4 separate regions of the Mus musculus genome follow, and all the other regions are linked to region 3. Evidence: chromatin contacts called from public Hi-C and HiChIP or PLAC-seq data. All regions are on one chromosome and are shown on one strand. Each heading gives the region's core, a stretch centred on a gene start, on an enhancer-like site or on the middle of the called end of the contact. The rest is flanking DNA. Distances are from core to core; before and after follow the strand shown. Region 1 overlaps Itga4 (integrin alpha 4). Region 2 holds the start of Cerkl (ceramide kinase-like). Region 3 has its middle 15 kb from the start of Gm37004. Region 4 holds the start of Neurod1 (neurogenic differentiation 1).

The links. Hi-C and Micro-C count contacts between places; a contact is called where the count stands out from the background. HiChIP or PLAC-seq counts read pairs in DNA pulled down with a chosen protein or histone mark.
Region 1: a contact with region 3 is called in a Hi-C map of forebrain, with 2.5 times the contacts expected there. The contact joins two enhancer-like sites. A contact is called at or near these places in 3 of 15 datasets of contacts at CTCF or cohesin (the NIH/3T3 cell line, large pre-B cells and pro-B cells), 4 of 484 Hi-C or Micro-C datasets (Th1 cells, bone marrow-derived macrophages, cerebellar granule neurons and 1 more) and 2 of 115 datasets of contacts at active chromatin or transcription factors (CD8 T cells and memory CD8 T cells).
Region 2: a contact with region 3 is called in a Hi-C map of forebrain, with 3 times the contacts expected there. The contact joins the promoter of Cerkl here to the enhancer-like site in region 3. A contact is called at or near these places in 3 of 484 Hi-C or Micro-C datasets (bone marrow-derived macrophages, forebrain and nephron progenitors), 2 of 115 datasets of contacts at active chromatin or transcription factors (embryonic hindbrain and stem cell-derived neural progenitor cells) and 2 of 9 other capture datasets (adipose tissue and macrophages).
Region 4: a contact with region 3 is called in an H3K4me3 HiChIP or PLAC-seq map of forebrain, with 8 times the contacts expected there. The contact joins the promoter of Neurod1 here to the enhancer-like site in region 3. A contact is called at or near these places in 10 of 39 promoter capture datasets (the 3T3-L1 cell line, 3T3-L1-derived adipocytes, the HPC-7 cell line and 7 more), 10 of 484 Hi-C or Micro-C datasets (bone marrow-derived macrophages, cerebellar granule neurons, cerebellum and 5 more), 12 of 115 datasets of contacts at active chromatin or transcription factors (astrocytes, craniofacial prominence, differentiating embryonic stem cells and 8 more) and 4 of 9 other capture datasets (adipose tissue, embryonic stem cells, liver and 1 more).

The regions. Positions count from the first base shown.
Region 1 is chr2:79,305,624-79,312,676 of GRCm38.p6, forward strand. All of the region lies in intron 17 of Itga4 (integrin alpha 4), which reads left to right. Among named protein-coding and RNA genes, the nearest start is that of Gm22606, 39 kb to the right of the region's middle. Within about 2 kb of position 4,313, at least 13 of the 459 cell types and tissues checked have an H3K27ac peak or open chromatin away from gene starts, as enhancers often do. A contact at or near this core is called in forebrain, where this site is marked.
Region 2 is chr2:79,425,156-79,431,893 of GRCm38.p6, forward strand. Cerkl (ceramide kinase-like) reads right to left here and starts at 3,833. Exons shown (of 13, transcript NM_001048176.1): 1 at 3,547-3,833. The coding sequence starts at 3,736.
Region 3 is chr2:78,954,124-78,961,199 of GRCm38.p6, forward strand. No RefSeq gene overlaps it. Among named protein-coding and RNA genes, the nearest start is that of Gm37004, 15 kb to the right of the region's middle. Within about 2 kb of position 5,493, at least 37 of the 459 cell types and tissues checked have an H3K27ac peak or open chromatin away from gene starts, as enhancers often do. A contact at or near this core is called in cortical neurons, forebrain and neural progenitor cells, where this site is marked.
Region 4 is chr2:79,453,496-79,459,657 of GRCm38.p6, forward strand. It overlaps Neurod1 (neurogenic differentiation 1), which reads right to left and starts at 3,141. Exons shown (of 2, transcript NM_010894.3): 1 at 3,056-3,141; 2 at 1-1,553. The coding sequence starts at 1,542. The coding sequence ends at 469.

The DNA of each region.
Region 1 (7,053 bases), core at 3,063-5,562, 350 kb after region 3:
GGTAGGGGATTGGGGGGGTGGGTATGGGGGACCTTTGGGATAGCATTGAAAATGTAAATGAGGAAAATACCTAATAAAAAAAAAACTCCACTTCCAGGAGCTACAGAGAAGGCTCAGTGGTTACGAGCGCATGTACAGTTCTTGCAGGGGACCCAAGTTCACTTCCCAACATCCACAGTGGGCCACTAAGACTGATACTCATATATCTGAGTCCATGTGGGTATTTGTGTTTCTAACACATATATGCAAACAAACCCAAAAATAAACTCCTCAAAAACTAAAAAAAAAAAAAAAAGGAAATGTGTATCCTAAGGCCCAGAAACTGCTCATTCATAGTCATCGGATTTAAGAAAGAAACCTTCACTATGAACAGAGCTATAAGTTGACTTTTAAAGATTGATTGATAATTCATACATGCATATGTGTTTCGATTAAATATAGCCTTGCTGCTCCTCCAACTCCTGCTTCACCTACTGCTATCCTGTCCAAATTTCTTCTAAATTTCAAGTGTCTCTTCTCTACTGTTTTTTAATTCATGTAGTTCACTTTGTGTACACAGTGTGTGCTTAGGTGTAATCTCATCTACTGGAATGTGGGTATCTCCTCAGGGGCCACATTATTGAATAAGGCTTATTCCTAGCAGCCATTGATTTTTCCAAGAGCTCCTCACCTTAGGGGCAGGTCCTGGTGTGCCTACTTTCCCCACCCATTCAGGGACTTTTGTCTGGCTTGCTCTGTCTTGTGCATGCAGTCATAGCTGCAGTCAGATCTCATGTGCAATTGCTTTGTTGTGTCCAGAAAACACTGTTCTGTAGTAGTTCTCCACTGCCTCTGGTTCTTAAAGTGTTTCTGTGCTCCCTCTTCCTGGAAGAAGATAATGTGATATAGGTGTCTCATTTGGGACTGAGCAAACTGCCAGGTATTATTCTCTGTAGGTTGACCAGTTGTGAGTTTCTGTGTTCACCACAATCTACTACAAAAGAAGCACCTGGGACTAAGGTCAAGAGATGTCCTGATCTATGGGCATAAAGACTCGTGGGTTTTTGTTTTTTTGTTTTTGTTTTTTGAGAATTTGTTAAATACTTTGTCCATTTAGCAGAATAATAGCACTGGATTCTTTGCTAGGTCTTATGAGACATCAGCGTCTTGGGTTGTTGGCCTCAGTTGCCAGGCTTAGGTTCCATAGTATGAAGTGGCCCTTATAGCAAATCAGAAGATGGTTGGTTACTCCCATACACCTGTGCCACTGTTGGCATCTTTGGGCATGGCTTCTCAAGGTGGTCACACTCAAGCCTACTTCTGCTATTGGTGCTTTATTTCTCCTCTCTCTCTCTCTCTCTCTCTCTCTCTCTCTCTATCTCTATCTCTCTCTCTCTCTCTCTCTCTCTCTCTCTCTCTCTCTCTCTCTCTCTCTCTCGATAACTTCTACAATCATAAGTTTCCATTTGGCCTTTCAATGTTTTTTTTTAGTGCTAGCCCTCCTGTACCCTTTCCTCTTATCCCTGCCTCATTTCACCCTTCTTACTCCATTATTTTCTACAAGACTTTATTACTCTGAAACCAGGCAAGCAATGCAGTGGTGACTTTCACGTGGGAGGTCAAGCTGATCAGATTCAACTTGGCTCAACTCTTACTTCTACTGCTTTACCCAAAAGGTCGCCTTAAGAGAAGCCTATGAACCTCCTCTTTCCTTGCTATAAAATAGTAGAAATTATGTCTTCTCTATTGGATTTTAAATTTTTTAAAATGCACTTATTACAAGTGATTAGCTCAAAACCTGATACCTTTGAAGGTTCAATGAAAGGTGCTACTGTTTTTAGAATCGTATACATTCCAGTGCAAAGCAGTAGGCACCAGTACCTTTGCATCATTTTGAAAAGTTACAAACTATTTCTATGAGGCTAATGATAACTTATTTGGGGGATGTGCAAATGAGAGCTCATCTAATTAAGTTTTCAGAGCCACGGTGAAAGCTTTTGACTGTGTTTTGAGTAAGTTATTCTGTGTCAGACAAAAATACAACATCTCTGCATGTAGGTGTCTTCTCTCCTTTCTCAGTAACCGTCTGCAAATTGGGGCCATATGTTGTATGCCTTCTTCTGGCTGTAACTCTGCTGGCACTAATGGTATTATGTGTCCCAGATCTAGAAGCCTGTTTTATGTAAATGCATCTACTCCGTAAGGAACATGAATTTCTGAAGCCTGCAATAATAAACCACTCGGGTTTGACAAGCAGTGCTGATTCCCACTCACTCCTGGTTCCATTAGGCTGAGGCCTCCTTCTATGTGTCCAACCTCCTGGGACAGTGAACCAACCAGAATTCCCACAGAAACATAACAGTGAGCAAACACGTTATCATAATCACAAGAATAATAGGTATTAGGCAACAAGAAGGAATCTGCAATCAGACCTTTCATATGGATCAGGAAATAAATGACCTTACTCTTCAATGCTTCATGTTTCTAGAATTAGTGATAAAAATCTCCTCTGACTGCTTTCATAACATTTAGGACTACTTTTAACTTCATGTAACAAGAATTTTACTAATCCTGACTTACAGAAATATATATGTGGCATAATATTTGCATGGAAATGGTAGTTGCGGGTCTGTTATACAGCCAGAAATCCTGCATATATGGTTGTCTTTTATGTTCTTTTGGTTTTTTTATTTTTGATTATAATATTTTAGTGCTAACATTCCCATAAAGGAAGTGGATGCAAGAACAAGAGTGTGTTTGTTTGCTTTGTGTGTGTGTGTGTGTGTGTGTGTGTGTGTGTGTGTGTGTGTGTTTTCTTTTGAAAGCTTTTCAGAAAAAAATCTCCCTTCTCATGCTTACTCTAACTTGACATTCCCCCGAGTCTGTCACTGCGCAGGGAGAATGGAGTCTTTGTGGTCATGTTAGCCATCAGGCTTCATTCCCCAAAGCTGAACTCAATGCTCATCTTCTGCAACATCAAAGAAATGCTGCCCACTGCCTGAGTAATCTGGGGTTCTGGTAGCATCAAGTGGGGAACTCTGAGTAGACAGTAAGTTGTGAATGGTACCTGGCACCATGCATTTAACTCTTCAACAGGCTAATCTAATACAACTGTCCTTTGTAAAATCAAAGCCTGACTGACCTCCCGAAGCAGGCGAAGAATGAAGTTCATGCTTCGATACTAACGTCCACTCACTTCCGGGCCAGCTTCCTAATCCAAGTTCCTTTTCATTTCTCTCCTTGAACTTTTATTCAACAAAGTCAGATGATAGTAAAGAAAAAGAAAAGAAGATGAAATTCAACTTTGGACTGGAGGCCAGTTGCTGAAGGCTTCTCTTTTGTCAGATAATTCTGCTGTGTGTCTTTGAGCATTAAGCTGTGCTAACCATTCACATTTTATTTTGCTGCGTTGTCTTTTCCCCCCTTGTTTATTTCTTTCCTTATTTCTTTCCTTCCTTCCTTCCTGCCTGCCTTCTTTCCTTCCTTTTTTGTCCCTACCATTCTGATCAAAACTAAGTAATCTTCAGAGACCAAATTTATTGCACCAAGAAAGAATATATTGACAATACTAAGGTTTTGTGAATGTCTTGTAAAATCCAGTCATGTTCACTGAGAGAAAATGTAGAACCTGGTGTAACAGCTTTCTCGTTTCCTCATTCACTTATTAAGTTATGGTTCCATGTGTGCACAGTACTTGGGCTTGTGTCAGTTATGTGGACTCTAAGCAGCTTTGTAAATTTCAAGCCTGCATTATGCATGTTTTCATGAAGAATGAACTGTAAGTCCCAGGGAAGCCGCTGGTTCAGTCATGCCACCCGTCCAGATGTGCAGCTGGCTCTCCTTCATGGTATGTAGGACGCTGGCTGGTGTCTTTTCAATGGCTTCTTGTTAAAGAAGATGTATAGAAAGGTGTACTTTTAAGAATCATGGAGTTGGGATTGTGGTAATTGTGCAAAATAGCTTAAAATGGAAACTAAACCGGGAGTCTTGCTGACAACAGGAGCCTGGTGCCGCTCTGATCGGCTGCTGTCTCAGAAGCTGGCTGCGGATGCCACGCTGCCACCTTCTGTTGCCTGTCAAAGTGCCAACTTCTTTCCCAAAGGTGTTCAGTGACTAATGCTTTGGTTCCAAGCCAGAATATTTTATAAATGTCTATTTCTAAGCAGCTCTTGTACAAGTCTTAATTAAACTTTAATGTCAAGCTGAAGTTTACTTTTAGAGTACCTTGAAAGTCCCTTCGGTCGTAACTGGATGATAGAACGGTAGGGAAAAGGCAGCGTGGCTCTCTTCTCACCATTTAACAATCGCTGCCAAGGAGAAGCCTGCTGACTAAGTCCAAAGGCTCACAACATGAGCAAACCACACCACCTCCTTCGTGCTGGGGTAGCTCATGACCACTCCGTCAAGTACCTCCAGGATGAGATGGTAGCCAGGGTCTAGAATGAGTACTTTGTTATTTATTATTCATTTGTTGCACAGCTTCTCAAATCCAAGGCTCAGAAAAGAGAATTGGTTCACATAGGGTATCCTTTATTTCTCTCTCTTCTTTTCTACAGGGTGCTACAGGGGAGGTTAAAGGCTTGGGGCTGGATTACTTTTTCTACTTCTACTTGGATTCTAAGGGAAAAGCCTGTAGCCTCTGCCAGCTGAGATTAAGGACCCTCTGTTGATGTCAGAATGGATCCAGGCATGTCGATGCATACCTGTAATTACAGCACGCCAGAGCATGGGATGGAATTACAAGTACAAGGCCTGCCTGGCCTACATATAGCATGACTCTAGTCCACAAAAACCAGACAACACAAAACAAAAACCAACAGCAAAGATAATGGATTTTAGTTGTCTAGTAATACCACATGTTGCTTGTTAATTTGAAAGTTTTCATCAGTCATGTGGGCTGTATAGCAGGAGCCACCCCAATGGTTTTTATAACGTGACAGTTTCAATTTCTTGGAAAAAATGCACTCAGTCTCAGTTGCTCATCTGTACCAGTAGTGCAAAAGCGAGAATGGCTAGACTCAATAAAACTTTATTTATAAAAACAAAGGAATGATTTACGTTCAGACAGGAGTTTCCAGATGCCTACTCTGTTGGCCTGCCTGCGTTTCCTGTGGCATCCACTTAGTACAGCATTTTTTTTCTAGGTTAAAACACACCCTCTTATAGTATAATTTGTTATTTACTTTGCATAATGTATAATCTTGTATTTAAAAAATGTTTTTACAAGATAAATAGAAATACAGGGAGAAAAGATAGGAGGAATGCAAAGGGATATATACACAGAACAAGTATATGTGTGTATTCAATGTGAGACTATTATAGTTCTACATGGGAAATGACTGAAATCCTACTTACCACTGACTGGGCAAAGAAGAAGACAAGTGGCTAACTAGGGTGGAGCACAGACTTAAGTGACAAGCAATTTGCAAACACCGATTGAAACTAATTTCACAAAGTTTAAATAAAAGAAACTACATTCAAAATCGCAGCTACCAAGGATTACATCTAATTACATTTGTATGAGATTCCACACTGGCTAAAACTCGAGTGTGGGTTCCAGGAGTCAGTGGTCATTTAGGGGGGCCCCGGTGAATTGTTCATGTATACAGTGTCTTTCCTTGGTTGGCACACCAGTCTCTGACATGTATTCAGTTAACCACAGTTAATAAGTTGCATCTTAGGATGCTTGCTTCCTTCTATACAAACAGCTTTGAAATGGGAAACGATTTGAATAACAGGAGCAAATCTTTAAGTAGTAAGTTTAGTTTCTTAGAAATGTACTTAGGGTTTTAAATGAAGAAAGAGGACTCTAAGCTACAACTCTGTTTATCCACTCTGGTGTTCAGAAGAATAAATAATTTTGGAAAGTAACTTTTCCTTTCCACTACTGATTTTGCCTTAGTTAAGAGCATCGTTTATGTGGTCATTTCAGGAGCCTTGCTACTGTTGACATTTTTGGATGTGGACTAAGGTGGAAATCACATGACTACATAGTGTTGGACATTGAGTTTCTTAATGAGCGATTTGAAATTTTTGTATCATTGAGGACAGGCAAGCATGCTCTCTAGCTGAAATTTTACAGAATAGATATTGAAAATATTATGAAAATTTCATAAGCCTTTAAAAATGAATAATGTAGCCAATATTTTGGGGGCACTTTACTTGCCTCTTGAATGTAGCCCAGCCATTTTAATCTGATACTCACTTAAAACAACAACAACAACAACAACAACAACAATAACAACAACAAAAAACCCACAGAACTGTATTTGTTGGTTCTGAAAAAAACTCTGCTATCCATAGTCCAGCCTCTTGCTTCCATGAACATTTAGACTAGTGGTGAGAGACAACCGTGATTTGATATTGTACAATGTGCTTCTCAGTGTTTCCTGAGAGTTAGTGCTATTACGCTGAGTCTTAAGATCAAGTACAAGCTATGCTGGTGCATAATGAGGAGATGATGCTCAGGTTGGAGGCGAGCTTAAAGGAAATCAGAAAGCATCTTGTGTTTGGCAGCTATTTGAATGTAGATGCAGCTAAAACAAAGGGATGCCCTGTGCAGTGGGAGGTGAAACAAGGGTGGACCCTTGAGTGTCCCAGTGTCATGCTGAGAAGCAGGGACTCTTCTGTCACAGTCACTGCCATGGGCATTGCTTCATTGGCACTGTTGGCACATGGCAGAGTAAGGGGAGAGAATGAATGTAAAACAGAAATCAGAGGCACAATCCATGTAGACTCCAAAGTGGTCAGACTGTATTTTCAAAAAGATCTCGAGGAGTAGCAAACCTGAATATCATATGAATAGAAAAGTGAACAGCAATGCTTTTCCTACCCCTGGCAAAAGTAGGTGCTCACCTCCTCTTCAAGGGCTCGTCATTCAAAGTTGTTTCCAGTGTATATCTAATAGTTATTTCCAGTTGTTTGGAAATGGGTCTTCTATCTTTTTGGGGGAGGTGGGTAAATGAACTTTAACAACATGCTTTGTGATGAAACAACATAGTGGCCGACTCACTGCCTGGGACCCTCAGTTTTGCTCAGTGATTATGCATCTCTAAGCATGACTTTAAATCAGAG
Region 2 (6,738 bases), core at 2,583-5,082, 470 kb after region 3:
AACCTTCTCCTTGTGGCTGGTACATGCTGGAGCGAAGGGTAAACCAAACAGATAATCTGGCTGTCTTCCTTCCTCCATCCAGAACTGGACTTCATCATTCTTTATTTTCACCGTGCACCGAAGCAATGTCCTCCTTAAACCTGCCTACAGATTGTTGGCCTTGAATACAAGACAGGGAGCTGAGGGAAGTGACTTCTAACCTCCTCCCCTGAAGGATTGGTGGAAGAAATGAGTCGGGCTAAGGCAAAGGCCAAAGATCCTGACTAATGTCTTCATCTCTAAACTCAGGCCTGCTCTGTCAATACGCCCTTTGGAGCCTAGGCATAGTATCTCCAGCGGACTTACTACCAGTTCCAACAGTTCTTTCTGGACCCACATCTTATCTGATCTTTGGAAATGAAGAAACCCCTCTTATCCATCAGCATCTATCTGAAACTGTGCATAGTCCTGACCCCAATATACAAGCACTGTAAAATAATACCAGGTGATTGATCAAATATCAATGATAGCTACAACATGACTTTCAGGCAAGTAGTTATGCACTGTGGATATACTTGACAGCTGGCTATACTGTCTGAGAAGCATATGTAGTCACAACAGACAAGACTCCTTGGAACATAGACCTGAGAGATGGCAAACATCCATATTGCAGCCATAGGTGGGCACAACTGGAATGAAATTAAAGCCAAAGCCATTAACACAGCAGAGGTATGGAAGGTGAGAGTTTTCAATAAGGATTCCACAGGCCATCATTATCGAGTGGGCTTGGAATAGATATACTGTGGATCAATTTAAAATTAAAACGAAAATAATGGTAGAACTTTATATTTTCTACTGAATTAACCTTGAGTTTCTTGTCATCAGGCCACTGTTACTTTTGAAATATCCTGGTACATTCCTGACTGATGCTCATCAGTTTCAACCCCAGGCAACAGCTTTTCATTTCTGTTCTTCATTTAAGCCTCCAAACCAAACTGTCTTTCCAACTCCCATCATAAATTTGGTGAGGTTACCTGCCTCCTCCAAATTCACATCCAATTGGAAAATAACCATATTGGAAAATTATCAGCCATTGTAATTCAGCAGGGAGATTACCCTAGACTTAGGGTTTCTCTTGACCACAGTGGCCACTGACCTTATAAGAAGGAACAAGAACACATGGAGACAATGTGAGTCCATGTGAACATACGGAGTTATATAACCACAAGCCAAGAAATACCAAGAAACACTAAGTCTAAAAACATGAGGGAGGGCCTTCAGAGAGACGTGGAAACTGAACTCAGGATCTCACACATCCAAGACAATGCTCTACCACTGAGCTACACCCCAGGCCCTCAGCTAACACCTTGCTATCTAACAATGCTGCAAACCCTTATGAAATACCATTGTACTCAATTTTTTTTCTCCCCCTAAATTTTTGGAACTTAAACAGCTAATTGAGCCTTTATGATATTTCCCCTATCATGAACAGATCACTTTCTTTTGACTGCACTGAAATCCCAGTGGATCTTTAGATCATCTCACAACATACTGGTCACTTCATATCTGATGCCTGCCTGCCTGCCTGCCTGCCTGCCTGCCTGGACAGTGTCAGCCTTTGGAGGCCTGTCTTTAGGTGTCAGACAAAGTTGCTAGTCCATGTAGTCCTTGTGTGTTGCCTCTTCAAAACATTCAGTGACACACCTGAGCACTAAGGACAGAAGCTGACAAGGGAACAACTGCTCACGGGATTAATATCTTCCCTAACAAGACCAAATGCACTAAACTGAAAATATCCCTTCATTTAAAGAAAAAAAAAAGGCCAAAACTCATTGCTGGTGTATTTAAGCTTCCCACCTCAGCCTGAAGACACTCACATGAACCTCATCTTTTTAGAAGATAACACAACTCTCCCTCTAAGTCAACCTTGAACCCAATAAGGGAACTGCATTCAGAGTCACTTACCCTGTCAAGAAGACCACCAACTAATCCCAGTCGCAGCAGTAATGGCCTCCATAAAATACATCAGTGTCTTCCCTCATCATCCTCAAGATGAACAAGTTAGGGAAGATCATGGAGTGTTTTGTTTCTCAATGAAACTGCTACTATACTCAGAATTTTAAAATGTAGTGCTCTGATAACAGCTCATATACACCATGAAATAACGTCCAGAGAACTCATGACCCCAGCTCCACCCTGGGAAGTTAGGCACCTGTCAAGCAACAGCAGCCATGGCTTCCTCTACCACACATTTCAACACAACGTTCTCCTACCTGTGGTGGTCTCTCCTCTGCTCTGGACCCCACATTACTTAGTCCTCACCACCCGTATCTATGATAATGCAACATCATAGTGCTTAGCTCATACCATCACCTAATGACTACTCTCTACCCACTGGACTTAGTAATGTGCCTCTTGGGCTCTTCTACAAATACATGTGCCAGGTTTCTGAGGCTCCTGGTTTAAATATCAGGTGTTAATTGCAAAGAAAACTAGTGTGCTCTGTATGAAGAGAAAGAAAACCAAGGGTCTTAGGGCAAAATTAAACACTTGCAAAGTTTGGAGTAATAAAACTGTCATGAGAGCTTTTCAAATTCTATTACCAGGAGTGCTAATTAAACCTCCTTTTCCTCAGTCACCACTCACTACAAAACAGGATTTCTTTCCTCTTGTCACTATTTGTCTTTGTGCTGTAGCAGTGACCTACAAGGGAGGGTGGGGTGCAGTATTGTTGCACTGCAGTCTCTAAAAGCTTGTAGCTTAAATTGGTTCCTTGGGCTAATCGAGATTCTAGTTACATTTATATTCCCCAACTCAGGCTGATTTACAGGTTAAAAGAAAGATCCCACATCCCTGCACCTTGCTTGTAATATTAAAGAATCTAAAGAATCGGGAAATACTTCTTCACCTTGGGCTTTCAAAGGCCGTGAAAACATTTTGCTTAAAGCCCAAAGTAGCTTTGCTTGAGTGAACAGCACTGCACATGTGGCTCAGGTGGAATTCACACTCCTCACTAATTCTGGTCCCTGACTGGATGGTTTCATTTAGTTAGACGTTTGGACAAGAAACTTTCAAACAATGACTTTTCCATTCTATGACAGACTGTGGCACAAGGAGTATTTTTTCCCTCTGAAGGTGGGGGGAATCAGCTGTTTTTAATTTCATAAACTCGTAGCTAATTAAAACCAGACTGTGAACCACATTCTACTGTTCTCCAAGACAGGTCTAACTGAAGCCGACCTGAAATATTTCTACTGCAAATTGCAGCATCGCATTTTCTTGTTTAAAAAAAAAAAAAGAAAAAGAAAAAAAGAAAAAAGACTTTAAGTCAATAGAAGGTAAGTTTAAGTAAAGCACAAATCTGTGGTGTGATATTCTATAGAAATTCATTAAAAATCGGGTTTCAAAACTTGTTCCCGATGGAAGGGGAACTGCAACTTCCTGGTTTGCAATCACAACCCCTACAGGAGGCTGGGGGCGGAGGGTCAGAGGGGTGTCGGTGGCGGCAGAAGGGCGTGGCGGCAGCAGGGTGTGGGGGGCGTGGGAAGGTAGGGGGCCGCCACTCACCAGCCGGGAGCTCGGGCTGGATGCGTCGCCACCGCAGGGCCCGCTCGCCCAACGCCACATCGCAGCTTTCCCTCCGGATCTCGAAGATGCCACGCAGCAAAACCCGCTCGGGTTCAGCAGCTGCCTTTGGGTTCTCCGGAGGCGCCTCCTCCAGGGCGCCCACCCGGCTCCTGCGTCTCCCCCGGAACATGGTGACGCGGTGCTGGGCCGAATTGGGGAGCCACCAGAAATCTTCGTGGGAAGGAAGTGTGGCTACAGCCACTGCCTGGGCCTTGTCCCACGCTGCCAAGGCAACCAAAAGCTCCTGAAGGAAGGCGGGGCGGAAGGGAGGAGCCCCGGGAGCTTTCTCTTTTGCCCCCAGAGAGGGCCACTGTCCTCTCTGGACCATGCTGCTAGTATGAATTTTCCTGGCTGAGCTCCGGGAGTTTGCCAGGCATCCCCCAAATTGGATTGCTTAGGCATCACCTAGTCTCTTGTTAAATGAAGTGCAGGTTCTTGTCAGATAAATCTAAAGAGAATCCAAAATTCTGAGTTGTGGCACAAGCCTTCAGTTCCAGCACTCAGGAGGCAGAGGCAGGTGAAGTTGAGTTCCAGACCAGCCAGCGCTAAATAGTGCGTTCTACAGCCGTCGGGAGCACGTGTAAGACACTGTCCAAAAATAATAAAAAATAAATAAATAAATAAATAAATAAATAAATAAAAAAAAATAAAATTGAACAGTAAGAATCTGCTTACTGGGTGACTGCAGAAGTTGCTGGCCAAGAGACACAAAGGAGTTTCAGTGCGCAAGGCTCTGTCTATCTTCTCAGGGGTGTCCTCTGAGATTCCCCCAAGGAGCTACATTACCTGTGTGACTACATCTGTTTGACTGCCCAGGAGTAAGAGTAAACCCCTGATTTGCATAGACAAATGTACACCTCACAAAGTTGATATTACCTTCAATCACCTCCATAGTGTAGTGTATGGATCCCTTAGCTCTACCTGGATGCGACAGCTGCAAACTGCAAAGAGCAGAGCTTACTCACCCAAACTTGACCATCATGCAAAAGGAGGCCTCCAGAGCTCACCGTTAACTTCCTCCTGGTAGGAGGGGCAGTTCTCCCGCTGTGATTGCACAATAGAGTGGCCCGGGGAGGGCGGTTGCTGTTTAATCCAGTTGTCCTGGCCACATTTCAAAACGATCAATTTGCAATCTCCAGGGATGGAATCCAGGTTCCAGAAATACTTCCCTCTGAAAGTCTAGGATTTAGGCTGAGAATTGCAATCAGAAAACAAGAGCCTAGTGTTTTTGCAGACTAGGCAAGTAAAGAGGTTTTGTGAAGTCCTTATATGAGGGGGTGGTCAGGCATTGAAGGGTGATTTAAAACTGGGGTTTCTGTACTATTACTTAAGGATTCCATCCATCTTCCACTAAGTCTCTCATAGGCAGCCACTGGTAGGTAAGAGCTGTGCCAGTTCCAGGAAGAGTTCACTTCTAGAGTTAACATCCTGAGTTCACAGCTGTCTGGCAGACTCAAGCTCCCTGGCATTTTAAAAACTTGCTGAGAGCCAAGGCAAACAGGCCAAGGCAATGGCTACTTCTTAGGACCTTTACAAAGGGGCAGGTTGCCATTTGTCAAGCTTCAGGAAGACCAGGAGTTGCAAACATTGGCTTTGTCTTGCCATGAAGATGGAAACAATAGGGCCCATGCTCCCACACTTTCTCTCTGATGAGTTGTCTCCTTCAGGGCTTCTAATGTGTTAAGTGCCACCAGATCCAGGTTCTTAGGATCTATTACACACACACACACACACACACACACACATACTCTCTCTCTCTCTCTCTCTCTCTCTCTCTCTCTCTCTCTCTCTCTCTCTCTCTCTCCCTCTCCCCCCCCTACCTTTAGTGGCTGGGATTCCAGAGGTGATGTCATCAACTCCAGAACTGTCCTGAATTTCTGATATTAATGTTCCAGTTGGCTACATTTCACCTTCGTCTACCTGACCAGTAACCTCAGATATATATCAGGAGATATATATATATATCAGGATTTTTCACCACAAATACATTCTTTCCTCTGGAAGGTCCTTAATCAATGTCTGATGAGAACCTCACACATCTCCCATTCAGCTCATTCCGAATCCCATGCATTCCACCTCCATAGCTCCGTCCTGTCAATCTGCCCTCATCTGTGCACCGGCATACACAAAGCCAAGAAGCACACAAAACAGTTGCAATGGACAAACCTGTAACTTCAGCATGCAGGCAGAGAAGCAAAGGAGGGAGGGTCAAGTGTTTTCCTTGGCCACACAATGAGTTTAAGACCAGCTAGAGCTACATGAGCCTCTGTCTAAATAAAATGAAAATGAAGGTGTCGGTACAGCTACCATTTTTCTTGGGGAAAACTCATTCCTTGACCCTTCCAGCTTCTATAGCTATTCTGTTTCTGGGCTCTGCCTTTTCTTTCATCTTTCAAGTCTGTCCGTGGTTTCCTATGCTTTCTGTTTCTGTTCATGGATCGCCTTTCTTTGTCTGACTTTACTCTTGTCTCTCCTTCTTACAAAGAAATGTGTGATCTCATGAGGATTGCCTCAATAATCCTTAGCTCAATTCTACTAACAGAGTCAATTTTACTATACGAAATAATCTATTCACAGGTTCTGGGGATTGAGTTGCACCTAGCTGTAGGCTGTTGTTAATACTCTCCTTTGTTTTTCTTTAAAGAAGTTGCTGTTTATATACTTCTTTGTGTATTGTCTTGGTTCCTTGCTGAACGTACTTAGTAGGAACACAGTATAAGAAGTCCGCAGAAGGTTACTTTTTTGCTTTTTCTAGGGTGTAGTTTCCTTCCTTGTGTTGGGGTTTTCCATCTATTATCCTTTGTAAGACTGGATTTGTGGAAAGACATTGTGTAAATTTGGTTTTGTCATGGAATATCTTGGTTTCTCCATCCATGGTAATTGAAAGTTTTGCTGGGTATAGTAGCCTGGGCTGGCACTTCTGTTCTCTTAGGGTCTGTATGAGATCTGCCCAGGATCTTCTAGTTTTTATAGTCTCTAGTGAGAAGTCTGGTGTAAGGGACTGAAGGATCTGAGGGGATTTTCAGCTCCATGGGGGGAGCAACAGTGTCAACTGGCCAGACACTCCCCCCACCCCCGGAGCTCCGGGGACTGGATGAACAACAAAAGAATACACATGGAGGAACCCATGGC
Region 3 (7,076 bases), core at 4,243-6,742:
GTCCCAGAAATGGCTGGCCTCTGTATTCCACACCGTCACCTGTGCAGTCTGCCCTCCGCGGAGTCCTGGAGCCAAGGAGACTACCTCCGAAGGGGCCTGAGGCACAAACCTCTTGGGCTGGCGGATCCCTGTGCACTCACCAGGAAGGTGGCCGGTTGTCTGGAGCCGAAGATGGCGCCGCCTCAGAAGTTTGTGAGTTTTTATCTCCAGCACTCACAAACAGTGCCTTTTCTTTAAAATGGTTTCTTTGCCTTATTACATTGTCTCTTGTTATTTTTATAATCTTTAATTTTCTATTTCCGGAAGCTGGAAATAAGCCATTGATGGAGAGAGGAAAGAAAAAACTGAAGGGGATTGTGACAGAGCATAGGTGGTATGAAGGAGAAAGTGGGATGATGGAAGGTTTAAGTGTGGAGCTGATGTGAGGGTAGGGCAGAGCTGGGGTTTGAGGAAATGATAACTAACATTAACAATATTTGAAAAAGCCACATATAAACTTAGTCTTTTTAATGAGGGGCATTATCATCTCTGTAGAGGAATCAGACACCTGAGCTGAACCTTGAAAGATAGGAAAGACTTACTGAAAAGTGTATAAAAGAGATAGGTTGCCTTTTCCCTGTACATTGTATAATGCTCCTCCCAGATGGTATAGGTTGCCAGTGCTGGTTGTAGCTTTCTCACCTCAAGTTGTTAGTTAGGGGTGTTCCAGAATTAAAGAGGCTATTGCCATTGCTTCCCATCCCCCACCAGAGCTCTCTGGTAAAGCCCTTTTCCTGATGTCACCTCATACTTTGGTCAGAGAACATGGAGAACTCAAGTTGGTGCTGACTTAGATGTTTCACTGTCTTTAATAGCACCTGAAGGATGCTGAGGTGGAAAAGAAACCAGCAGTCTTACCCATCTAGTAATGCTGCAAACTACAATGGTAACTATAAACATGCTCATTGGTGCAATACTGCAAAGAATATTATGAGTGTAACCAACTGTTCCCTGATTGGATTTCAGGGCCCCTCCACAGAAGGAAACACATACCTGTTATTGTAACTAGTGCCAAGAACTCATAGCTGGAGATTTCATAGAGTCACTAGTATTTTGTTAAATGAACATAGTACTGAACTGCCTTCTAAATTTGTATCTCTATACACACAGATTAGTGCAGCACTCAGATCTCAACAGAGACACTTCTTTGTGCAGTGAACAGTGGGTAACTCAGAAACTCACAACTGATCAAAATACAGAGAATAACTGTCAGTGGAGTGATCAGCCATAAATGAAACATCTTTATCACAACTCGCAAGACGTGAGAACCATTTCAGAAGAGAAGGCAGAAAGATAGGGAAAGCTCAAGGTTTTGGGAGGACCAGAACACATGACAGGATCACATATATGATGACACCTAAAATTTCATATTTTAAAGAAAATTTAAATAGCTGGAAATGTGAAATACACCTGTTGTCCCAGTACTCCTGGACTAGATATCAAAACTTCACAACATAAATATGTAAGAAAATGGACAGAAGACATGAACCCATTGCAGTAGTGGAGTCATTTAGAAAATGCAAATGAAGATCCCAAATATTACTACATATGTATTGGAAAAAACACAAAACTAAAAGTGACAACATCACTGATGGCAAGGATTCTGAGAAACCGAATCGCCATGTTGCTGGTGATACTCTAAGATGGTTCTGCCGCTCTGGAAAGCAGTCTAGCAGATGCTTCAAAGAGTAAGCCCACGCTTATCGTTCATTCCCATGATCACACGCTTTGATATTTACTCAAAGGAGATGAAGACTTATTGCCACACAGAAATGTACACACAAATGTTTATGGAAGCTTCACTCACAATTGTCAAATCTTAGAAGCAACCAGGATGTCATTCAGTAGGAGAAAGGATGAATAAAGTGTGGTATATCCAGATAATGAAATACCATCCATCCCTAAAAAGGAACTGAGCTATTAACTGTAGAAGACATGGTGAGAACTTAAATGCCCATCACTACGTGAAAGAGGACAATCTGAAAGGTTTCAGACTCTATCTCAACTATAAGACATTCTAAAAACCAGAGAAAAGAGCTATCGAGCTACTGTACAGCATGACAGCAGAGCTTCTAGAAACCCAGAAAAGTGAGGAATTATCTTTCACAACCCTTTTCAAAGTAACCACATCTCCCCCATGCTAAAAGAAACCTTAAATGCCCTACATGTGTAAGCGGTTAGACAAATTATGGTGCATCATGTGGTCTATATGATGGAGAGGCATCACTGCCTCACAGGGAGAAGGAATAAACCATGGGTACAGGCAACAACCCAAGTATTTCCCCCAGGAATTATGCTGTGAGTGAACATAACTAAGCCTCAAGTTTGTATCTCAACTGCTCTGCCTATACAACACTCTCAAGGATTTAAGATTATAGTACTTGTGAACACTTCATGGTAATGGAGTATTACATAGTTGGGATGGGTGAGAGCTGAGTGAGGCTTTGAGAACGGCAACTTAAATGACAGTTGTGATGTTGAACATCTGTATCTTGTCCTCCGCCTCCACCCTAGTGGTAATGTTGCACTCTAATTTCGTGAAGATGCTACTTGTTGAGAGAAAGTGGGTGTGGTGTTTACAGAATCTAATTTCCTAAAAATGGATGCAAATATATAAAAAGCTCTTGAAGTGAGAAGTTTGATTGAAAAAAAAAGTCCTGTTGAACATAGTGTATAAATTTGATACAGAAATGTGCCAGCTCTTCTGCTAGTGTGTGCCAGCCAAGTGCCAAGCAAAGCTGTGCAGCTGGACCAACCTCAGGCAAAGCCCTCACTCTGTTGCCCTGCTAGCATGCTCTTCCTTACAGCTTTGCCCAAGGAAAACCTACTCACTTTAGTTTATGCTCCTCTTCGGTGATCTGATACTAGGCTTGTAACCTGTCTATGGATATGCTTACCTCTGATGCCAAGTCTCCAACAACTCTCTTTTTTGTAGGTTCTGAGATTAGTTTACATATTTACTTGAGAAATATTTACGGAAATTAGCGCCTGAAAAATGGTGTGGTATATCATGATCTTAGTGAAAGAAGAAAGAAATAGAAGGAGAAAGTAAGTCTCTTGGCAGTAGAATGTTCTTCATCATCTGGGAACTAAGACTGGAGAACAGCTCTCTTTCTTCTGTCTGAAACTAGCCTTCCCAGTTCTCCCAGTTCTCCCAGTTCTCCCAGTTCTCACAGTTCTCACAGTTCTCACAGTTCTCACACAGTTCTCACAGTTCTCACAGTTCTCACAGTTCTCACAGTTCTCACAGTTCTCCCAGTTCTCCCAGTTCTCCCAGTTCTCACAGTTCTCACAGTTCTCACAGTTCTCACAGTTCTCACAGTTCTCACAGTTCTCACAGTTCTCACAGTCTTCTCTAGGACTTTTCACAATGTTCATGGCATAAAGCCTCCATGATGATGACAGGAGTGCCTGGACCATAAAGAAAGGATAGTATATACAATTAAGCATTTCTACTTCATGAATGAAAAACACACGGAGGTCTTCCATGGCTCTCCTCTTGCCAGTGTCTTTAGTTCGCTGTGGCTATGGAAGCACACACAGGCCTTTAGAAGATCTGACCTAAAGTCCTTTGTGAAAGGCAAACCACACCCATGTTGATCGCATCCTTGAACCAACCGTTGAACACCTCCTTCTACAAATCTCTGCTGCTTCTGTCTCATAACCGATCCCACCCTTTCTGCTTATTATCATTATTATTTTGTATATATTTATTTTATGTGTCTGAGGTTAGTGTTTTGCCTGTATGTATGTGCACCACAAGAACCCTTTTTATGTTTGAGGTTAAAATAAATAGTGTTGAATCCCTTGTAACTTGCTTGATCCATGGTATTAGCTGCCATGTGGGTTCTAGGAACTGAAATCAGGTTCTGCAAAAGCAGCCAATGCTCTTAACACCTGGGCCATCTTTCTAGTCCCTTTTCACAGTATAGTTTGAGCATTTCCACCCCATGTCCTCCTTTAATCTTCCCCGTATCTTTCTACCCCCAAAAAGGTCTTCCTCCTCATGCCATGGTCTCTTTTTATTGTTTTTAATTCATGGAGCCCAATCCTACCTTTAGTCACTGGCTTGCTAGCTGTTGCTGTCCCAGTGCCCTCCCTTCCCGGTCCTAATCATTGTAGCCAGGAACTGAAGTCCTAACACCTTGAATCTCCTCACACAAATGTGCCTCGGCCAGGCTCTCCACATCAAGACTGGGGGTAACATAGTTTCAATTTTTCATCACCTGGTTCTATGGCATTTACAGATAACCTTGCTCCTTTGGATTACTGAATGTCTTCTTTTAAAAAGTTATTTGTTTTATTTTATGTGTATGAGAGTTTTGCCTACATGTGTGTCTGTGCACCACGTGCATGCCTGGTACCTGTAGAGGCCAGAGTTGGGTGTTAGATCTCCTGGAACTGTACTTACTCATGTCTGTGAGCTGCTTGCTATGTATGTGCTGGGAACTGAATCAGATCCTCTGCAAGAACAGCAAGTGCTCTTAACTGTTCAGCCATGTTTCCAGACCCCTGAATTTCTGTTTCTCTGGAAAAAGTGAAGCTTCAATCTTTGTCATTTTATAATAAATGTACACTTATATAAAAATATTCCATATGCTTCTTCCTATGGAAAACTGCCAGTGAGATTTTATTGTCTTAAAACTGCCACAGGTGGCGATTTCTTTTAATCATGCAGATATTCTAGATTTAAAATACATTTAGTCTTGAATACCTAATGCATTCATATAATTTAAGCTATAGTGTATCTCTTTTCATCTTTGCCTTCCAACTCATTTAGACCCCTGGGTCTTTCCTGTCATGGTACACATGTACATTATATATGATCTATAGAAGTGATAAACTGGAAAACACATCATTCCATGTAACTGCTTTTCCTCCAATAACTAACAGAGATGGTTCTGTATTAACCATAAAGGCCAGCTTGGTGCCTTACTCTATGAATATACCATGCTTTATGTAAAGAGCTCTACTTACCAACAATGACGGTATTCAAACAACCATATGATCTTGTGTTCATATCTGTAGACACACAGGCAAACATTCCTGCAGGTTCTAAGTTGTGAGATAAGTCCTTACAAATTCAGCTGTATTTTAAAATCCAGACATTTGTTATGTCGATTGTAAAATTATCATATCTATAGAAATACACCATGCAAATGATTCAAAATAACATCTTCATTTTAACTGGTATTAGCCATGGGTTTTCTGCATTTCCTTTTTTATGATCTGGAAATTATATGTATATGTAGTTTTGTTTTTTATATTCTTCTTTTCTCTCCCTGTTTTCTTTTTCATTTTTCTCCTGTTTTCTTTTTTCTATCCCTCTTTCTTCTTTCCTTTCCTCTTCTTCCAGATTACTTTCCTATTAATGATCAGGTTGAGAGCTATGTAACCACTAGATGGTGGTACAAGCACACAGGGAGAAATATTTTGTAAACAGACTAGGTATTAGTTTTGATTTCCTGCTTAGTTTTTAAATTGCTGTACACTTGGGCCCTCAAATGCCTCCTAAGGGACATCACTGTGGTCGCTGCTTAGTAGTTGAGCCAACATAACACTGATGTTGGGCTTTTATAGCAGCTGCCGTGGACCACTTTATGTTGATGGTGAGACTGTTTTTAGAATGCTCATTGCTTGCACGGATTAACTCTTCAGTAGGCATCTGTTAGGTTTCCTGAGTGATTTTAAGTGCTTGCTTATATTCTTGACTGATTTACAGAACCTACGATGTTGCAGTTGAGACCACTTAGAATTTATAATCTTGCTTTATTTAGTTGACTGAATTTTATGAAGAAATAGTAGTTCCCTAGCGATCTCCTACAATGACAAAAGGCAGCTACTTACTCTGGTTAGCCCGATCCACTGCAGTTCAGAGATTCATACAAACCTGTATCATCCATCATCATCTCAATGTATAAAATGTATTTTTAATATCTTGGAATTTGTGACAAAAGTACTTTTCTATGCGTGCACTGCATAATTTTTGATTTTGGGAAGTATATGTTTTCTCTGTGGGGAATGCATGGAAATCTGGGCTGTGAATGTTTGTATCAGTAAATTCTTCTTAAATCACAGAAGAAAAGAATCCTGTGACATTGAAGGGCATTTGCTTATAGAGCTACATGCTAAGCTTAGCATTTTAAACTCTTGAAAACCAGCTAAATGCAAGGCTGTGTGCTCAGCCCCTCTCCCCCACGCTCCACACCCCACTCTGCAAATGTTCTGTGCAGACAGGGTGTGGATTCCTTCTCCTGTTTGGCGGTGTCTCTATGTGGTTTGTGGGGATGGCTATATGATTCTTTCTTGCTCTGCGACAGCATGTTCCTGTCAATTGTCAAGTGCATGTGTTTTCCTGAGAGGCGCTCTTGCAAGCAAGTTCCCGCTTAAAAGCTTCTATGAGTCATTTCTTTGGGGACCAGTGTTGAGGCATATCACCCCATTTGCATCAGGGTTGCCTGACTTAGTAAAAAAGAAAAAAAGAAAGATTAACATTTTAGCTAAACTATCTGAAAGGTTTGGATAGTAATAAGGCTTTCTTACCACTTAATATGCCCTGGTGAAACTCTATGATCTGCTATGTAGTAACATTGTTAAACTGTTACACCTGGAAGGCTTCATTTAAGACATTTGCTGTCTAACTAAAAGGAGATGGTTTCTTGTTATTCATTCACACATAAGGGAAGGCAAAAATAATCACCGACTTGCATTCAACAAAACACGGAGTTAAGAGAAGCAGTCCCTAAGATGATGAGCCCATTGGCACCCTGCTCCATGAGGTAGAATCTACTGCAGCTGCGTCCTCAGTTTTATTAGGAAAGATAGCCCATTTTGTGATCTACGACGTTTAAATCAATTGAACTGTAGTGAAATCTCTCCCCTGAAATGGCTATTACACAGCTTGCAACCTTTTGTTCAAGAGATTAAGTTTGCATCTCCTCACATTATCTCCTTGTAATTGGAAAACTTTCATTTTGACGCAGAAAATGTGCCAGCGTCCCCGAGAGCCTTGCCACAAGCCAATGCAGAATGCCATC
Region 4 (6,162 bases), core at 1,891-4,390, 500 kb after region 3:
TAAAAATTCTGTACAAAATCACAACAAAATAATTCAGCATGGGAAAGGTCACAGGTAGTAAAATGCTGGTTGAAAAATATATATTTATATATATTTTAATTGGCCCATTACTAGTTTAAAAATTGCATAGATCCTAATTATTGCTTGTGATTTTTTTTATCCCGATCAGATAATTAATACGATCTGAATACAGCTACACGAAATTCGTGGTACACATTTTCTTTTTTACTTTACTGTATTATTATTTTTAAAATAGAAGAGCTATAGAAAACAATACATAAGGTGAACAGGAACTTTGATCCCCTGTTTCTTCCAAAGGCAGTAACGACAATAAATACATATATCACTTGAAGCTTTGAGTATTTGCACTTTGCAGCAATCTTAGCAAAAGGGCTGCCTTCTGTAAACAGGACAGTCACTGTACGCACAGTGGATTCGTTTCCCGGGAATAGTGAAACTGACGTGCCTCTAATCGTGAAAGATGGCATTAAGCTGGGCACTCATGACTCGCTCATGATGCGAATGGCTATCGAAAGACATAATGTTGTCTATGGGGATCTCGCAGCGAGGGGCAGCGGCACCGGAAGAGAAGATTGATCCGTGGCTTTGGGGCCCTGCCAGCGTCGCTGCAGGGTAGTGCATGGTAAAGGCATAATTTTTTTCAAACTCGGCGGATGGTTCGTGTTTGAAAGAGAAGTTGCCATTGATGCTGAGCGGCGGGCTGAGGGGTCCGTCAAAGGAAGGGCTGGTGCAGTCAGTTAGGGGGCTTTCAAAGAAGGGCTCCAGAGCTGCGCTGTAGGCGTGTGGCGGCGGCTTGACGTGGAAGACGTGGGAGCTGTCCATGGTGCCGTAGGGCGGGCTGGGCAGTCCAGGGGACTGGTAGGAGTAGGGATGCACCGGGAAGGAAGCGCTGGCGGTTGGCAGATGCGGGGGCATGTCCGGGTTCTGCTCAGGCAAGAAAGTCCGAGGGTTGAGCTGCAGGCAGCCGGCGACCAAATTGGTAGTGGGCTGGGACAAACCTTTGCAGAGCGTCTGTACGAAGGAGACCAGATCAGGGCTTTTGCCTGAGCGCAGGATCTCTGACAGAGCCCAGATGTAGTTCTTGGCCAAGCGCAGTGTCTCTATTTTAGACAGTTTCTGGGTCTTGGAGTAGCAAGGTACCACCTTGCGCAGGTTGTCCAGCGCCGCGTTCAGCCCGTGCATGCGGTTCCGCTCGCGGGCGTTGGCCTTCATGCGCCTTAATTTAAAACGTTCTAGGCGCGCCTTGGTCATCTTTTTCTTTTTGGGACCCCGTCTCTTGGGCTTTTGATCCTCCTCCTCCTCTTCTTCTTCCTCCTCTTCCTCTAGATCCTCATCTTCCTCCTCCTCCTCTCCCCCGTTTCTCAGAGAGTCCTCCTCTGCATTCATGGCTTCAAGCTCGTCCTCTTTCTTGTCTGCCTCGTGTTCCTCGTCCTGAGAACTGAGACACTCATCTGTCCAGCTTGGGGGACCTTGGGGCTGAGGCTCGCCCATCAGCCCGCTCTCGCTGTATGATTTGGTCATGTTTCCACTTCCTGTATTGAACAGGGAGAGAGGCAAGCAGAAGAAGAAAGGGGGGGAAATCCACCCGCTATATTTAAAAGCTGGATAAGCCTTCAGCTCCCTCTCCCTAATCCTACAGAAATGCACACAAATAGAAATACACAGGAGTCCACTGCAAAATGGATGCCTCCAGGAAAAGTTAAACGCAGTGCTTCATGCTGGCGTGTCTGTACCTCGGTGCTGCGTAGTAGGTACCACTAGGCCTGTCATGAGTGGCTATGGGTGCCTTTCCTAGTGATCAGCTCAACTGTGTGCAGGGCAATTATCTGGCCAGGTGCCCTGTGTGGAAATGCGTACAGAGTGCATGGTTTTCTGACTGTGTCCCAAGTCACTCCCAACTCACAAAAACGATGAGTTTGGAAATGGAATACTCTGAACTCATCTCTGCTCTGGCTTCGCACTACTTAGAGGTTTAAATAAATTGAAAAGCCATTACGTAATTTCCTAGCACTGACCCCAATTTTTAAAGAAGATTATATGGAAGGGAGAGCCAATGCACAGAGGAGGAAAGGTAGTTTCCATCAAATTATTTTCCTATCGACAACACATTTGGCCACAGAAGTGGGCACAAGTCTTCCATCCCTCTCTTGCCTTTCTTTCTTTGCCTCACCACCCCCCCCCCACGCCCCCGCTAAATTCCCACCTTGTACAAAAGCTCTGGCTCCCAGGCGAGGCTCTCCCACGCGCTGGGGATCAGGTGCAAAAGGCTCCTCTCTAATAAACAGCCCATTGAAAGGGCCGCCCGCTCTTTATTGGGGCTTTTCAAAGTTCGCCTCAAACCTCCCTTTAAAAGATGGAGTAATTACAATGGTCAGCGACTGGCAATGGTGAAGGTGCTGCTTCTCATAAGAACTGTAAAAAGCCTTTAGTAAAACAACTGAATGTCTGGCCCCAGCATGGGGACTTGGCCGCCTCTGGGACAGTAACAGGTAGCAGGAAAATTTCCTTCCTTTTCTCCCCCTCTCCCTACATTTCAGCTAAGCTATTTCAGAGTCCAATCGGTTTTCCAGTACTACATTCTCCTGAAATAGATAGTTTCATATGCACGATGAGCCTAAATATCTGTACACCAAATAAAACTATGGGCAGCAGGTGTTTTTGTTTGTTTGTTTTGTTTTGTTTTGTTTTTCTCTTTCTCTCCTTTTCTCCCCTGAATAAGTGAGAACTGGAAGTGGTTGTTTGCTTTGGGGACTTTCAAATAACCGCTTACAAATAATTACAGTTACTCCCCTCCCCAAACATTCTAAAAGCTTCTATACTATTAAAAATTAAATGTAATTAGAAAGCCTGCAGGGGGTACTTGAGTGCTGGGACTCATTACGTGCGAGTACTTGTGGGCAATTACGAGGAGGGACACTGATCTCAAATATAGGGACAACCGACTCCACAAATGTGCGCATGCAAAGTACCAAGGTACAGCTCTTCAATTATTGCTTTTATTCTCGGGAGAGTAAAAAATAGGAATCATAATTACCTGTTGTTAAAAGGTTCTGAATAGTGACGATCTCATAACCCTGGAGCCTCGGGACACCTTGCCTTCTGCGTGGGCGAATTCCTCGTGTCCCGGTGGCGCGGGCGCTAGGGTTATATAGCCGAGTTGCTGATGCTGAGCGCGGGCGGGGCCGTGAGCTGAGCAACGAGCAGGTCCCTGCGCCCCGCAATCGCGCACGCGTCCAGACTGAACGACTCCCGCCCTCATTCACCCCTCCCCAGAACTTTCCTCCCGCCCCCTTCCACCACCACTCCCCTCACCCCCACAGTACCTCCGCCCCTGCTCCTTCCTCCCCGGCATGCGCCATATGGTCTTCCCGGTCCAGCCAAGAGCCGGGAACCACGTGACCTGCCTATTTGTATGCCGCGGAGCGCTCCATTCCGGCCCCTTTGTGGCCAGAAGAAAGTGGCCCATCTGTCGCCAGTTAGAGACTCCGCGGACCTGTTTTTACCCGCAGGAGAGATTAACCCTTTGTGGCAGCAGAAGACAGAGGACATGTGGGGGGGGGGGGGGTTGCGGGAGGCGAGCTGGAAAGGTAAAGAAAGATCACTGAGTCTATGTCCTAGCCTGAAGACTGCTTTAGCGCAGAGAGGTAGACAGAGGTGAACCACTCACAATCCCAGATACTGAGGTGCACTGAAGGGTCCTTCCCTTGACAATGGTCTCCGGTGGTGCAGTTTGACTTTGTTCTCTCTGGAGAGGCCCATCTCTTAGCTTCTACCTCTTAGCAGAGGCTTTGCTTATTGCCACCAAAGGGTGGCTGGCTTCTAATCTCCATCACCTCTCTAGGCAAACATTTATTTCATATAAAAACGACCTCATCTGGAAACACAGCCTTGACTCAACCTTCCTGACTAGAGCATCTTCTAGAATCCTTTGCAAGTCAGCTTCCATACCCTACACTTGAACACTCCAAATGTAAACCTAACGGTCACCTGCTCCTACCCCAGAGACTTCACTAAGAGTCTTCAACTCTAAACCCTAGAATTTTGTGTCTAAAGCTAGTTTTTGCCAGCAGACCTTGGCTCCGTTGGTTTTCAGATGCTCCTGGAGTAATGAATGACCTCAGCTAGCTCATCTAGGGAATGCTAAGATTAAACAACCCCGCACCAGAGGTGGGAATTTCATCTCTGACACAGACCATAATTCAATCACAGCCTTCCTTGAGCCCCTAGTGCTCAATCTCTGGGGCCTTGGTCAGAAGAAGCTCAAAGAGAAGCTGCAATAAAACTCTATTCAATGTGCTGTTTCCCTTTCTGGGGACTCTGTGTTTTGAGTCAAGCAAAGTCTATTGTGGAATAGCCTTATCTATTCTTAAATAAGGAGTCTTTATTTTCTCCATCTGAAGGAGGAATCTTTCAGATGGATGATCCTCCGTCCTTCTAGCCCAAGAAAAGTGACAGAGGAGGAGGAGGAATGGTTGGCCTCCTTTCTCTTTCCAGTTCCTCTTCTAACTCTTCATTAAGTTCTTACCCTCTTCAACCCCTTTGCAATGAATGCATCCTACTTGAATTGCTTATGTAAAGGCAATTGCCCTTGAGTTTGCAAACAGTGTCAGGGTTGAGTGGCTGGAATGGGGTACATCTGGGAAAGGGGAGGGGGAGAGGGTTCTAAGGAGATCCTGGGCATTTGCAAGATATTGAAAGTAACCTTCCAGACCCGGAACGAATCTAAAAAGAAAAGCAAGGCATTGTGGGAGTTCTTTGGTGGCCTAAAACATGGCACCAATCATTCTGGGATTCTAGAGATAAACTGCCTGGAGTTTTTCTTTTTCTTTGTTCTGTCAACTGGCTGAGAGCAGAGCAAGCAAGGAGCATTGTCTTTTTTTTTGGGGGGGGGGGTTGTTTTTTTGTTTTGTTTTTGTTTTTTTTCATTTACTCTGGGTGTTGCGTTTAAATACCTGGATCCGCAGAAAAATCTTGAAGGTTAAGCACAGTAGAGGCAGATTTTATTGGGACAGCCCTTCTATGAAGAGTTGGCATATCCTCATTCAGTGAAATGTAACTCGGATTCTGGCTCTCACCTCTCCATTTTAGGGGATGCTACAGGAGAGTTATTGGGGAGCGGTGGAAGTTATGGCTCAGGGGATCTGACTAACGGACCAGGGAGTTTTGAAAAGAAAAGCTACACCTGGATATTCCCGGAACTTGAAGTAAGATCTCTCTTTCCTGAATGTTCATGCTTTGCTGCATTCTAATGTGGCCTTGATTCCAAGTCGGAGTTACAAACACCAAGGCTCCCAGCAAGTGTCCTCCGAGCTCCGGGGAAGCAGTGGGTGCCTAATAAGGATGGGGGGTTAAGTATTTTTGCTTTGTGAAAGTATGTGTGTGTTGCGGGAAGGCGCAAGACTGCGGGACGGGGGGCGGGGGGCGGCCGCACCTGAACTGCACCCAGCTGGAATGCAGAGCGCTCGGTGGAGTCCGGCGCTGGGGCCCATGACCCTGGCCGGCTGCCTTGTTCTTATGCGCTGGTGGGTCTGCTGGGACAGTGGCTATTTCCCAGTTATCTCCGCTTGCCTGACCGGTGACCGCACTCCCCCAACTTTGGCCCCACCAGCCTCCCTAGGCAGCCGGGCGGCACGCGAGCTGCACGCGCAGGCAACAAAAGCCGCTTTTCATGACTCAGTGCCCTCGAGCAATGCCCTAAATCTGCCACCCCGCCGGGCCCTAGTCCCCAGCGCCGCACTGGACCCGACGCGGGTCCGTTACAGCCTCAGCCCTGGAGCCAGGGAAGCAGAGGCCTAAGGGAAGAATAGGGGAGGAGAGAGGACAGAGCAGTATGGCCTGGCTGTGGGGCAGGGGCGCATTCACAGAGCTAAGATAAAGAGCTGGGTCATGGCCTGCAGCGTCCCGGGTGGTGACCTGTTTTTCTCAGAAACAGATGCTTACTTTCCGTGAAAGGACCCAGTGTGTCTGTAGCTGCCTCACCGACTCGGATCGGCTCCCAAGCCTCTTCCTACAGACCCTGGAGTTAGGTAGCCCGACCTGGGCATGTTCACACCCTCCCCCAGGAGCCCACTGTTACCCAGCATAGTTCTTGGATACCTTGGGGTGCAGTGGATCGCTAGAGCCAGCAGCTGAGAACTAATG